Regions from separate parts of the Sus scrofa genome. Here region 1 is linked to region 2. A link is a contact called in public HiChIP or PLAC-seq data. All regions are on one chromosome and are shown on one strand. The core of a region is the stretch at or near the end of the contact, and the rest is flanking DNA. Distances in the headings are between cores, read along the strand shown.

Region 1 (7,195 bases), core at 4,476-6,975, 240 kb after region 2:
GCAGTTTAATTTTAAGCCATAATGAGAGAGTGGGAGAGGTCTGTGTTGAAAGAAGATATGGTTCAAGGAAGTCTTTCCGTCTGTTTGGTCTGTGGCTAATCTGTTACCTTTTTGGATCCCGTCCTTGTCCTTTTCTTTTTTAATTGAAGTATAGTTGTTTTACAGTGTTGTGCTTATTTCTACTGTGCAGCATCCTTGTCCATTTCACCAGGGGCTTTATTCTAGCCGTTAATACCACAACCACCTCTGTCTGCCCCCTTAGCCTGTCCAAATGCTCACCTTTTTTTTTTTTTTTTTTTTAATGTCTTTTTGCCATTTCTTGGGCCACTCCCACAGCATATGTTGGTTCCAAGGCTAAGGGTCCAGTCGGAGCTGTAGCTGCCAGCCTACACCAGAGCCACAGCAACTCGGAATCCCAGCCGCGTCTGCAACCTACACCACAGCTCATGGCAACGCCGGATCCTTAACCCACTGAGCGAGGCCAGGGATCGAACCTGCAACCTCATGGTTCCTAGTCGGATTTGTTAACCACTGAGCCACGAGGGGAACTCCAATGCCTCAGCTTTTAAAAGCAAAATCAAAGTAAACTTCTTAACTTTCTTCTACCCTCTAGCTAGCGCCTTTCTCTTTCCTCCACTTTGCAGTTGACCTTGAATAATCTGAATTCCTGGCCTGGATTTCCTCATCCCGTCATTCCTCCTCTCACTGCAGTATAATTTTCATCCCTCTATTCCTCTGAAAAGGTTCTCACCCATATCTCATCTCACTGGACTCTCAGTGATGTTCACCTTGACTTGCATGATGGTACAACCTTCTGTTCTTTCACCTCTTCTATCTTACCTTTTAATGTTGTAGTTCCCAGAGGTCTACACTTAGCCCATTTTTCTCACTTTTCAGTCTTTCCTTGGCAGTCTTACATTCTTGGCTTTGAACACCATTTATGTCAGCGACTCCAAATCTGCATCACATTGGGCTTTTCTCCAGATGTTCAAGCCTGTATTACCTTTATCTCTATCCTTTTCTCTACCCTTCTTCCTCCCCCACAACATAGTTATAAACTGATTACTCTCCCTCCTTTCCTTACCTCCTGTGAATTCCTGTAAAAGTAATTGCACTATCATCCACACATTTGATGATCTCAAAATCAGAGAGATAGTCAACCCTATATTCTGTCTGAGTCTCAGCAGGCTTCAGAGGAGGTATTTAGTTTTGAAGGAGCCCATCAGGAGATGGAGGAGAGGAGGAACAATTTAGAGAAAGGAAACAAAATAAGCCATGGCATTGAAACATGAAGGAGTATAATATTTTCTAGGAAGTCAGTGATTCAGTTTGCATAAGGGGTATAGTCTGAGGAGGAAATAAGTCTGGAAAAGCAAATGATAGCCTACCACTCCTGCAGGCTCCTCCTCACCCCCCCCAAATCCCCATATACATTTTTAATTTATTTTTAAAATTTTTATTTTTTTTTCAGGGCTGCACCCATGGCATATGGAGGTTCCCAGGCTAGGGTTATAATCAGAGCTACAGCTGCCTGCCTATGCCACAGCCACAGCAATGCAGGATCCGAGCCTCATTTGTGACCTATACCACAGCTCACGGCAACACCGGATCCTTAACCCACTGAGCAAGGTCAGGGACCGAACCCGCAACCTCATGGTTCCCAGTCGGATTCATTTCTTTTTTTTTTTTTTTTTTTTTTTTTGTCTTTTTGTCTTTTTGTTGTTGTTGTTGTTGTTGCTATTTCTTGGGCCCTCCCTCGCATATGGAGATTCCCGGAGCTGTAGCCACCAGCCTACGCCAGAGCCACAGCAACGCGGGATCTGAGCCGAGTCTGCAACCTACACCACAGCTCACGGCAATGCCGGATCGTTAACCCACTGAGCAAGGGCAGGGACCGAACCCACAACCTCATGTTCCTAGTCGGATTCGTTAACCACTGCGCCACAACGGGAACTCCCGGATTCATTTCTGCGCCACGATGGAAACACCCCCGTATACATTTTTTTTTTTTTTTTTGCTTTTTTTCAGGGCTGTACCCAAGCATATGTAGGTTCCCAGGGCTAGGGTTCTAATCGGAACTGCAGCTGCCGGCCTACAATGACACGCAATACCAGATCTGAGCCACACCTTTGACCTACGCCACAGCAACACCAGATCCTCAACCCACTGAGCAGGGCCAGAGATTGAACCCACATCCTCATGGATACTAGTCGGGTTCGTTACCACAGGAACTCTCCCATATACGTTTCTTTTGATGTGGCCAGAGTAGTCTTTTGAAAATGGTTATTTGCTCTTGTTATTCTTTCACATCAAATAATTAAATATTTATCTCGAAATAAAGCCCAAAAGCATCATGACATATAAAAGGCCTTTCATGATTTAATTCTTCTTCCTTTTCAGGCTTTGTGCCATAGTGCCAATTATGTGGAGCTCTTTGCTATGCTGAAACAGTTTCCTCCACAAATCATCCTCAACCCACCTTTCCAGACTCATCATCAGTAATACGCTAATAGAGAAGTTGAAATCCAAATCTAAAGGTTACGTGTGCTAGAATAGATGAAAAACTAAGGCTCCAAAGACTACCCGGTATTTATGCCTCAGTGCACAGCTACATTTAGCATTGGAATTATATGCCATCAGTGAGCTCCCAGGTGTATCCAGTCTTTCCACCAGATTACTGAGCTAGGTATGTGTGGAGATGGGCAAGGATCAAGGTCACTGCTTTTTGTAGAATTGAAATGAGAACAATGAAAAGAAGTGGTATCAGGACACGGGAACATAGTTTTAAGTCATGGATTTAAAAATAACCATCCAGGAGTTCCCATTGCGGCTCAGCATTGATGAACGTGACGAGTATCCATAAGGATGTAGGTTCAATCCCTGGCCTCGCTCAGTGGGTTAAGTGTCCGGTGTTGCCATGAGACCTGAGATGCGGCTCAGATCACGTGTGGCTGTGGCATAGGCTGGCGGCTATAGCTCCAATTGAACCCCTACCCTGAAAACTTCCATGTGCCAAAGGTGTGGCCCTAAAAAGCAGAATTAATTAATTAATTAAATTAAAATAACCATCCATAAGCCAGTTTGTTACCTAGTAGTTTGAATACTACTAGGTGGCACTTCTTTTTTGTATTTATGTGGCACATTTTTTATGAAAGAGTTATGAATACATTTAAAACTATCAAAAGAAAAAAAGGCTTGATGATGTTTTCCACTTAATCTCCAAAAGGAAAGGTTACTGGTTTCCTGAATCTCCCTAATTTTACATATACAGTTGAGATTATATTATTATTTTTATTTATTTATTTATTTGCTTTTTAGGGCTGTACCAGCGGCATATGGAGGTTACCAGGCTGGGAGTCTAATCAGAGCTTCAGCTGCCGGCCTACACCACAGCAACATGAGATTCAAGCCCTGTCTGCAACCTACACCACAGCTCATGGCAACGCCAGATCATTAACCCACTGATCGAGGCCAGGGATTGAACCCGTAACATCATGTTTCCTAATTGGATTTGTTTCCACTGCACCATGACAGGAACTTCAAAATTATGTTATTCTTAAGTGTGAGAATTTTTGTGATACTTCTGAAAGTTAGATATGCAGGTGGTTTGTCAGCTCATTGAGTTTTTAGTTTTGGGGTGGATTTTTTGGCCATACCAGCAGCATGTGGAAGTTCCCAGCCAGGGATTGAACCTGCACCACAGCAAGGGGCAATGGCAGATCCTTAACCACTAGACTACCAGGGAACTCCTCATTGAGTTTTTAAAATTTTACACAGATAATGGAAAACTAGTTATCTTAGTGAAAGTTTAAGCTGCATATTTGTTTGCGTGTATATTCCAGGTTAAGAAAAATTAAGACCTCACTGGATTTCTAATTAGTTCCTTTTTTTTCTTTTATTTTTTTTTTTAACTTGTAGAAAAGCGGCATCTGTGATAGCAAAGTACCCACACAAAATAAAGAGTGGAGCAGAAGCTAAGAAACTGGTAAGTTTAGCAGGCAAGTTGATTGACGAGCTTGCACAGGTACCAATTTGATGGGTTTCCACAAAATGAAATTTGCCTCTGAAGCTACCTTGACCGCACAGGCAGATTTCGCTACTTTCTCAGAATCATATTAATGCCATTTCAGGCATGCTTTTTCAAACTCAAAGCGGGTTTTTTTGGAGGAGGGGCTGGATTTAAAAAAATTTTTAAAACATGTAATTACAGTTTTCTTCTCTACTTAACCATATATATATGTACTTATTCTCACACTGAATGTCACCTTTGGGTGTTAGTCCTCAAGAAGGGTGTGGTAACAGAGTGGTGCTGGCAGTCCCAGTTTCTAGAACTTTAGCCACATATCTTGGTAATTTGTATTAATATCACTAAGAATATCCTAGGAGAGTCTACCTACTGATAAAAGATTCTAAGTTCCTCGGAGTTGCCGTCTCGGCTCAGCAAAAATGAATCTGACTAGTATCCATGAGGACACAGGTTTGAGCCCTGGCCTTGCTCAGTGGGTTAAGGATCCAGCGTTGCTGTGAGCTGTGGTGTAGGTCACAGACACAGCTCGGATTTGGCATGGCTGTGGCTGTGGCCAGCAGCTACAGCTGTGATTCAGCCCTTAGCCTGGGAACTTCCATATGCCGTGGGTACGGCCCTAAAACGGCAATCAATCAGTCAGTCAGTCAATCAAAAGATTCTAAGTTCCTCAAGATTAAGGACCATATCCTATCCATCTTTTGTTGAGGAGGTCAAATTGACATGGCTTTTTGATTAGTCCACGTCCTGATTGTTACCACTTTCTGTTGTTCTTTACCCATTTGTGTTTCTTAAAAGTCCCTAGAATTTAGGTGTTAACATTCAGTTGTCTTTAATTTTCTCATGAACATCTTCAGAGTGTGAGCAATAACTGTCCTTCTATTTTCATCTTTCAGAGTCAGAACATTATCATAAATTTTATACGTCTTCTATTTAAGTGACAGATTATCCACAGTAATTATGTGCCTCATCTTCACCTTGAATTTATTATTCAGTACAAATTAAGCTCTGGTGTGTAGGTTTTAGATCCTTTGTACCACAAACAGTTCTCACCATCAGTGTATCCTCCCCAAATAGACGAGCCAAGCAAGTTCTAAATACATTAGGGCTTTTTGGTTGTTTTTTTTGCCACAGCTGTGGCATATGGAAGTGCCCCTGTCAGGGATTGAATCTGAGCCACAGCTGTGACCCAAGCCGCTGCAGTCAGATTCTTTCTTAACCCACTGTGCCACAACGGGAACTCCCTAAATGCATTAGAGTTTAATTCTGAGTTTCTGTCTTGGTCATCTGACCTAGTGTTAACCTTAGGAGCCATTCTGTTCCCTTTTTTATCATCATTGAATATCCTTTATGTTAATTGCAGATAGTCTGCTCATTTATTAGAGGCAAACTTCTGACAAGTTCTCATGCATTTCATCCCAAATCTGAGTTTATGGTATATCCTTAACAATACCACAGAAGGATCCAAAATTCCTTTTGCACAGGACTGGACTTAATATGAAATGTCATCATTATTCCTTTTCACAGTTATTTTAAAAACCACAGACCTACTTTCTGGCACATATGAGTGCTTCTCAATAGTCTAGAAATCTGAAATTTCCAGAATGAGTGTTTTGCCTTTTATTCCTTAATGTTAGGTGTAGAAACTACTCTAGGCTTAAATTGCTTTATGTATCTTATGTATTTTATGATACAGGAAATGAGAAACTCGAGCAGTTTCCCCTTTCTATTCTACTTCCTAAATTTTTTTGTTCATTCCCACATGGGATTGCTGTTTTCAAAGCTTGAGTGTGCGTTCAGGAGTCTTGAGACCCTCATTAAACATTAAATAAATCAAGAATACAGAAGGGTGCATTTAAGGCTACAAGACAGAACTGATACACGTTATGCATGTTGAACATTTAGCTGAAAAGAACCAGTAAACATGAAGAAAAGTTCATGCTTGCTAATAATCAGAGTCACAAATTCCAACAAGGTGCTGTATTGTGTCTACCAAATTATTAAATACAATAGTGCAGACAGAAATGTGGGGGAAAAACACTCATTTACTGTGATCAAAGTGTTGGTCAAAGCTTCTGTTGTAGAGCAGTGCTGCCAGTATGGTCAACATGAGCCACATTTGGCTAGTTGAAACGTGGCTAGGGTGACTGAGAAATTGAAGTGTTAATTTTTTTAATGTAAAGTTAAGTTGTCACATGTGGCTGGTTGCTTCCATGTGGGCCTGTGCAGTTTTAGAGCAGTGATTCTCAAGGTGTGGTACCCAGACCAGCAGCATCAGCATTGCCTGGGAACTTGTGAGAAACACACTGTTCATTCAGACACTCCAGGGTGGGACTTGGCATTCTGTGTTTTAAACTGTTCCCCAGGTGATGTGGTGTGTGCGAAAGCTTGCAAACATCATTCTAGAGGAATGTCACAACAGCATTTTTATAGTATCAAAAATTGGAAGCTATCTAAGTGTTCTGTAGGGTATTTGTTAAGTAAATTACAATACATTCATATATTAACACACTATGCAGCCATTAAAGATGTAGTTGTATTTATATATTGATACAGAAATTTGATCATGATGATTTTTAAGTTAAAGCACTTTACAAAGCAGTATGATTCTGTTTTTGTAAGAAAAAAGTAGGGGTGTGTTTGTGTATATATATATGTATGTATATGAATGCACACACAACTGCTTATGTGTGTATGTATAGAACGACTTCAAAAAAGAAGTCACTGTGTAGCAGATGTTAAGTGGCGAGGTTATAGGTTATTTTAATTTTCAGGGTGATGAAATCAAGTGATTTTAATATTTTTCTTTTTGTGATTGTATGTTTTCTAATTTTTCTATAAGAAAAGTTAATTTTTAAAAAGCAAGAGTCGGAGTTCCCGTCGTGGCTCAGTGGTTAACGAATCCAACTAGGAACCATGAGGTTGCGGGTTTAATCCCTGGCCTTGCTCAGTGGGTTAAGGATCCGGCATTGCCATGAGCTGTGGTGTAGGTCGCAGACACAGCTTGGATCCTGAGTTGCTGTGGCTCCGGCGTAGGCTGGCGGCTGCAGCTCTGATTAGACCCCTAGCCTGGGAACTTCCATGTGCCGCAGGAGCAGCACAAGAAATGGCAAAAAAAAAAAAAAGACAAAGCAAGAGTCATTTATAACTATCTTATTAAAGCTTCTCACT
Region 2 (6,708 bases), core at 2,389-4,888:
CGCAGGGGTTAACGAATCCGACTAGGAACCATGAGGTTGCGGGTTTGATCCCTGCCCTTGCTCAGTGGGTTAACGATCTGGCGTTGCCATGAGCTGTGGTGTAGGTTGCAGACGCGGCTCGGATCCCGCGTTGCTGTGGCTCTGGCGTAGGCCGGTGGCTACAGCTCCGATTGGACCCCTAGCCCGGGAACCTCCATATGCCGCGGGAGCGGCCCAAAGAAATAGCAAAAGACAAAAAAAAAAAAAAAAAAAGAAATCTATTCAGCAAAAAATGTCTTTTGGAAATGAGGGCCAAATAAGTTTTTCAGACACATGAAGAAAAAGCTACAATGGTTTATCACCAGATGACCTGAACTGCCAGAAATGTTGAAAGCATTTCTTTAGTAAGAGGATGATATATCCTTTGTTAGATGGAAATTTGGATTTGTAGAAAGATATTAAGAGTCCTGGAAGTGAGGATTTCCTGCTGTGGTGCCTCAGGTTAAGGATCCAGCTTTGTCTCTGCAGTGACATGGTTTCAATCCGCAGCCCAGTGTACGTTGCAGCTGCAGCTCAGATATGATCCCTGGCCCAGGAACTTCCATATGCCGCAGATGTGGCCAAAAAAGAAAAGAAAAAGTGCCGGAAGTGAGAAATGTGTAGATAAATACAATTTTTGTTGTTTTGTTTTTTTGTTTTAGGGCATATGGAACTTCCCAGTTCCCCTCATGGCTCAGCAGTTAGCAAACCTGACTAGTACCATGAGACATGGGTTCCATCCCTGGCCTTGCTAAGTGGGTTAAGGATCTGGCATTGCCATGAGCCTTGGTGTAGGTTGTCACATCCCAAGTTGCTGTGACTGTGGTATAGGCCAGGGACTTCACCTATGATTGGAGCCCTAGCCTGGGAACCTCCATATGGCAGGTGCAGCCCTGAAAAGCCAAAAAAAAAAAAAAAAAAAGCCAAAAAGTAGTATCGTGACTCAGTGGAAATGAATCTGACTAGCATCTATGAGGATGCAGGTTCAATCCCTGGCCTCGCTCAGTGGGTTAAGGATCCGGTGTTGCCATGAGCTGTAGTGAAGGTCATAGACACAGCTCAGATACTGGTGTTGCTGTGGCTGTGGTGTAGGCTGGCAGCTGCAGCTCTAATTCGACCCCTAGCCTGGGAACTTCTGTTTTTATTTTCAGGGCTGCACCTGTGGCATATGGAGCTTCCCAGGCTAAGGGTCAAATTGGAGCTATAGCCGCTGACCTACTCCACAGCCACAGCAACGCAGGATATGAACTTTGCCTGTGACCTACACCACAGCTCAGGACTGTTAGGTTTGCCGAGGGAGGAATGGGCAAGGCCAAGTTGGTAAAGCAAGAGAGAGGTATTAAGGCATCAGAGGGGCACGGGCTGAGCTCCAGATGGCACCAGCCCTGACTGTGAGGAGGGGGAGGCTTATAAAGGCTCTGTGGTGGGAATCTGTGGCTGGAGTTCATGGCGGAACTTGTGGCAGGAACGACGAAGGAGGAGGAGGGGAAGGTCAAAGTTAAGTGGGGAGGGGTAGGTGGTGGAGTCCCCTGACAGAGGGCAATTAATCCTTGTAGGTGGTTAATCTATGCTCTACATTCCGAGAAAGGGTGCAGATCTTGTGCTGGGCTGTAATGTCCACAGCAGGTCTCCAAAGTGAATAATCACATTCAAGGGAGGGGGTGGGGGTCTGTCTCCATCCTTCTGGGAACCTTCCAAGGACAATGCTGGATCTTGAACCCACTGAGCAAGGCCAGGGATCAAACCTGCATCCTCATGGTTACTAGTCAGGTTCGTTATCGCCGAGCCACAATGGGAACTCTAAGTATAATTAAAAAAAAAAAAATAGGAGTTCCTGTTGTGGCTCAGTAGAAATGAATCTGACTAGCATCCATAAGGACACAAGTTCGATCCCTGGCCTCGCTCAGTGGGTTAAGGATCCAGTGTTGCCATGAGCTGTAGTGTAGGTCACAGATGTGGCTCTGGTCTGGTGTTGCTGTGGCTGTGGTGTAGGCGGAAGGCTACAGCTCCAATTGACTCCTAGCCTAGAACCTCCATATGCAGCAGGTGCGGCTTTAAAAAAAAAAAAAAAAGACAAAATAAATAAATAAAAAGTTTTTTAAAAAATTAATCTCCTTATGAGATGATGAATTTTTTAAAGGCACATTAATAACAATGCATGTGGAGTTTAAAACCTTTATAGAAGTCAAGTGGATGATGGGGTTGTCTGGGGAAATGGGAGTAGCTATTGCAAGGTTTTATACTGCATGCTCTTTGAAGGTAGACGGTGCTAAGCTAAAGAAGTATATTATAGGAGTTCCCGCTCTGGTGCAGCGGAAACGAATCTGACTAGGAACCATGAGGTTGAGGGTTCGATCCCTGGCCTTGCTCAGTGGGTTAAGGATCCAGCATTGCCATGAGTTGTGGTATAGTTCAGACATGACTCGGATCCTGCATGGCTGTGGCTGTGGTGTAGGCTGGCAGCTGTAGCTCCGATTAGACCCCTAGCCTGGAAACCTCCATATGCCGCAGATGCTGCCATAAAGAAAAACAAAACAAACAAACAAACAAACAAATATATATAGAAAACTCTAGGGCAACCACGAAAAGGAATAATGATAATAAATTGAGATATAGCCAATAGGCCAATAGTAGAAATAAAATGGAGTCACGAAATTACTTTAGAAGACAGGAAAGGAAGAAAAACAGAACAAAGAACAGATGAGACAAACAGAAAACTATTGCAGAATGACAGATTTAAGGAATTCCTGTTATGGGTTAAGAACACAACGAGTAACTCATGAGGACTTGAGTTCAATCCCTGGCCTTGTTCAGTGGGTTAAGGATCTGGTGTTGCCGTGAGCTGGGTGTAGGTTGCAGATATGGCTCATATCTGGCGTTGCTGTGGCTGTGGTGTAGGTCAGCAGCTGCAGCTCCAATTCAACTCCTACCCTGGGAACTTCCTAATGCTGGGGGTGTGGCAAAAAAAAAAAAAAAAAGACAAAAAGATGAAGTAACAAAATTCTTGCGGGGACACCCACCTGCGGCTGGGTTGGGACAGCAGCCTCAAGGGAAGAGGAGATGCCCGGCTTGGGTTCCAGAGGTGCTGATCCCTGGTGGGCAGGAGGCGTAACCTGGTGGCCCTGTGCCTCATCTTCTGGGAGGGTCTGCTCTCACCCATACTTATCACTGCACTGAAGAGATTGTTAAGTAGGGAATAAATACCCCAGTGACAAGTTGAGATCAACACCATGGAGAAAAGCAAAGTGTTCTCCCTGCACTTTGTACTACGGACCAGCATTTTCCTTTTTCGATAAGCCCTGTAAATCTTGGAGCTGGCCTGCCTGCTCCTTCTGCTTCCTAAAGTCACTTGATGGTGGCACCACTCCTGTCACCCAAGCCAGAAATCCAGGAATTGTCCCTGGTTTTTCCCTCTCTCCTATCCCCCCAAAGAACTCTATAGTTTATTTTCTAGGTAGTTCCCGCATCTTCATTCCCTAATGCCTCTGACTTTGAGCAGATAAGTAAAAGAAATTTGGAACAATCCTGGTTTTGATCAAGCCACCTCTGATACTTTTCCCTTATCAGACAAAACAACAAGAAGCAACAGCTCATGCTTGCTTCATCTCTTGCGGAGTCTGTGCTTGTGGTAATGACATGGAAGAGGTGACAGTGGCGGGTAGGGCCTAAGAACCCTAATAAACGTCTAACCCTAAAGATTTAGCTGAGACATCAGGAAAGAAAGAAAAAGGGAAGAAGAAAAGAAAGAAGGAAGGAAAGAGAAAGAAAGAGGAAAAAGAAAGAAGGAAGAAAGAAAGAGGGAGAAAGAGAAAAAGAGTGAAAGAAATAAGCCAACCAAGGAGTTCCTGTCATGTGGCTCAGTGGTTAACGAAACTGACTAGCAACCATGAGGTTGTGGGTTTGATCCCTGGTCTCTATCAGTGGGTTAAAGATCCGGCATTGCTGTGAGCTGTGGTGTAGGTTACAGACGCAGCTCGGATCTGGCATTGCCGTGGCTCTGGTGTAGGCCAGCAGCTGTAGCTCTGATTCAGCCCCTAGCCTGGGAACCTCCATATACCGTGGGTGCGGCCCTAAAAAGACAAAAAAGAAAAAGAAATAAGCCAACCAAGGGACACCAGTCATTTTTAACTGACATAATTTCATAGAACAATTGTGATATTTTTTAAGACAAATATTTATTAAAGTTAATATGTTTCCAAGCTTCCCGTCCCCTACTGCAGGGGCCACACAACCTGTCTAGGGCAGGATAGGTTTTCAGAGTAGGGAAAGGCCAGGTGGTTACTGTGAATACTTACTCGTAGGTGTTTGAAAGCATCTCTGATAGGCCAGTTGGCCAGGGGCTCATGGGTGTGTGTCAGTCTGGCATAAAGGCGCTGGATGCGCTCAGGGTGCTCTTCCCAGGACATCACCTTCTCCACATCGCCTGCTTCGTCTAACGCTACTCATCCCGTACAAGTGAAAGTCTTCCTCCATTTAAATTTTATTTAGCAAACACTTAAATAGCATTACTCTGTGTAAGCACCATTTAACTGCTTAAAACATATTAATTATCTCAGTCTGAACAGCATCCTGGTGACATAAAGACTGTTACTCATCACTAACTTAAAGATGAAGTTAACCAACTTTCCCAAGGACACATGGCCAGGATTTGAGTCCAGACACTTGCTCTAGACCAGAGTCTGTGCTCTTGACCCTTTGCCCTACCCCCTCCATTCAGCCCATAGTAAATTCTTGGCTTTTTTGTTTATATTTAAAAATGGCAGAGTTCCCATTGTGGCTCAGTGGTAACAAAGCCTACTAGTAACCCTGAGTATGCAGGTTCGATCCCTGGCTTCACTCAGTAGATTAAGGATCCAGTGTTGCCACGAGCTGTGATGTCGGTCACAATGTGGCTTAGATCCCACGTTGCTGTGGCTGTGGTGTAGGCTGGCAGCTGCAGCTCCAATTTGACCCCTAGCCTGGGAACTTCTATATGTCACAGGTATGGCCGTAAAAAGCAAAAAAAGAATATATGACTGAGTCACTTTGCTGTACAGCAGAAATTGGCACAACATTGTAAATCAACTATAACAAAAAACAAAAAAAAGTCTTCAGACTGCTAAATGGGCTGATTGCCTCCTGGTCTCAGAATAGCCTCTGCTCGACAGCCACTGCTCTAGTTTATGGCCATTTTAGCTGAGTCAGGAGTTCAGGAAGCTGCCGCCACATTGTTATTTCCAGGCTCCAGCCACCTTAGCTGTGGTCTGCGGGTCAGCAACACTACTGAACAGTCAGCCCACCTACTGCCATCCAGACCAGCCAGCCAACGGCTTGGGTCCCTCTTGCCACTTAATTAGTTTCACATTTATTTCTATTTTATTTTTATTTTTATTTTTTTTAGGGCTGCAGATGCAGCATATAGAAGTTCCCAGGCTAGGGGTCGAATCGGAGCCCCAACTGCCAGCCTACACCACAGGCACAGCAACACCATATCCAAACCGAAGCTTCGACCTACATCACAGCACATAGCAGTGCCAGATCCTTAGCCCACTGAGCAAGGCCAGGGATCGAATCCTCATCCTCATGGATGCTAGATGGATGTGTTTCTGCTAAGCCGCAACAGGACCTCCCACATTCATTCCTTGCAGGAAGACATCTGATTGGTGGAACCCAAACCATACCAGACCCTAAGCTGCAAGGGAATCTGGGGGATGCTTGTTCATGCTTCCTGCTTTTGCAGGACAATAGGGCTCCCTAGAAGGAGGTTGAAATAAAGATGGAAGGACTGTCCACCGTATCTGCCTCAGCATGTAAACTTTTTGTTCTTGCCCAATGAACCAGGCCAAATGTGAATGTTAACCCACTTGAATGCAAGTGCTTCATAGTCATGTCATCACTGGGAAGATAAATTCTGGCACATGATATTTTATCCCTCATTTCCATAATCAGTCATCCAAACATTAACAATACCAGCCTGCAATTTCATTGTACATGTCTAAATGTACATCTTGTCTTCCTGAGAAGCTGCAAGTTCTTTACAGGTAAGACTGGGTGCTGCCCAAATGCTTGAGCCTAGTTATAGGCATATTGTGGGGGTTCAGTAAGAATTAGTACACATTTGGGAGTTCCTGTTGTGGTACAGTGGAAATGAATCCAGCTAGTATCCATGAAGAGGCAGATTTGATCCCTGGCCTCGGTCAGTGGGTTGGGGATCCCTCGTTGCCATGAGCTGTGGTGTAGGCTGCAGACTCATCTTGGATCCCGAGTTGACGTGGCTGTGGTGTAGGCTGGCAGCTGTAGCTCCAATTCGATCCCTATCCTGAGAACCTCCATATGCCACAGCTATGGCCCTAAAGAGCAAAATAAATAAATAAATAAATACATAAGAATTCATACATATTTTTTAGCTGTCCCCACGGCACATGGAAGTTCCCAGGCCAGGAATCGAACCCATGTGACAGCTGTAATCAGAGCCACAGAAGTGACAATGCTGGGTCCTAAATCCCCCAAGCCACGAGCTCGCTCGCACATTTTTTAAAGTAAGTTTACTCTGACCATCAGAAATAGAGCAAGGAGTACTTCTAACCACTGCTGTTTAGCCAGGAACTAAGAGGCCCTTCCCTCTCTCTTAGGATAATTTCATAATCTTGTAACTTTGAAACATTAAGGAACCTTTAACATACCTATTGTTGGCATCCACTCTGAATTGAG

What was found. HiChIP or PLAC-seq counts read pairs in DNA pulled down with a chosen protein or histone mark.
Region 1: a contact with region 2 is called in an H3K27ac HiChIP or PLAC-seq map of alveolar macrophages. The contact joins two enhancer-like sites. A contact is called at or near these places in 1 of 5 promoter capture datasets (fetal skeletal muscle) and 1 of 2 datasets of contacts at active chromatin or transcription factors (alveolar macrophages).

What each region holds. Positions count from the first base shown.
Region 1 is chr17:11,357,001-11,364,195 of Sscrofa11.1, forward strand. POLB (DNA polymerase beta) reads left to right here. Exons shown (of 15, transcript XM_021078254.1): 3 at 3,919-3,985. Among named protein-coding and RNA genes, the nearest start is that of POLB, 4.5 kb to the left of the region's middle. Within about 2 kb of position 5,726, at least 3 of the 83 cell types and tissues checked have an H3K27ac peak or open chromatin away from gene starts, as enhancers often do. A contact at or near this core is called in alveolar macrophages, where this site is marked.
Region 2 is chr17:11,117,028-11,123,735 of Sscrofa11.1, forward strand. No RefSeq gene overlaps it. Among named protein-coding and RNA genes, the nearest start is that of KAT6A, 10 kb to the left of the region's middle. Within about 2 kb of position 3,639, at least 1 of the 83 cell types and tissues checked has an H3K27ac peak or open chromatin away from gene starts, as enhancers often do. A contact at or near this core is called in alveolar macrophages, where this site is marked.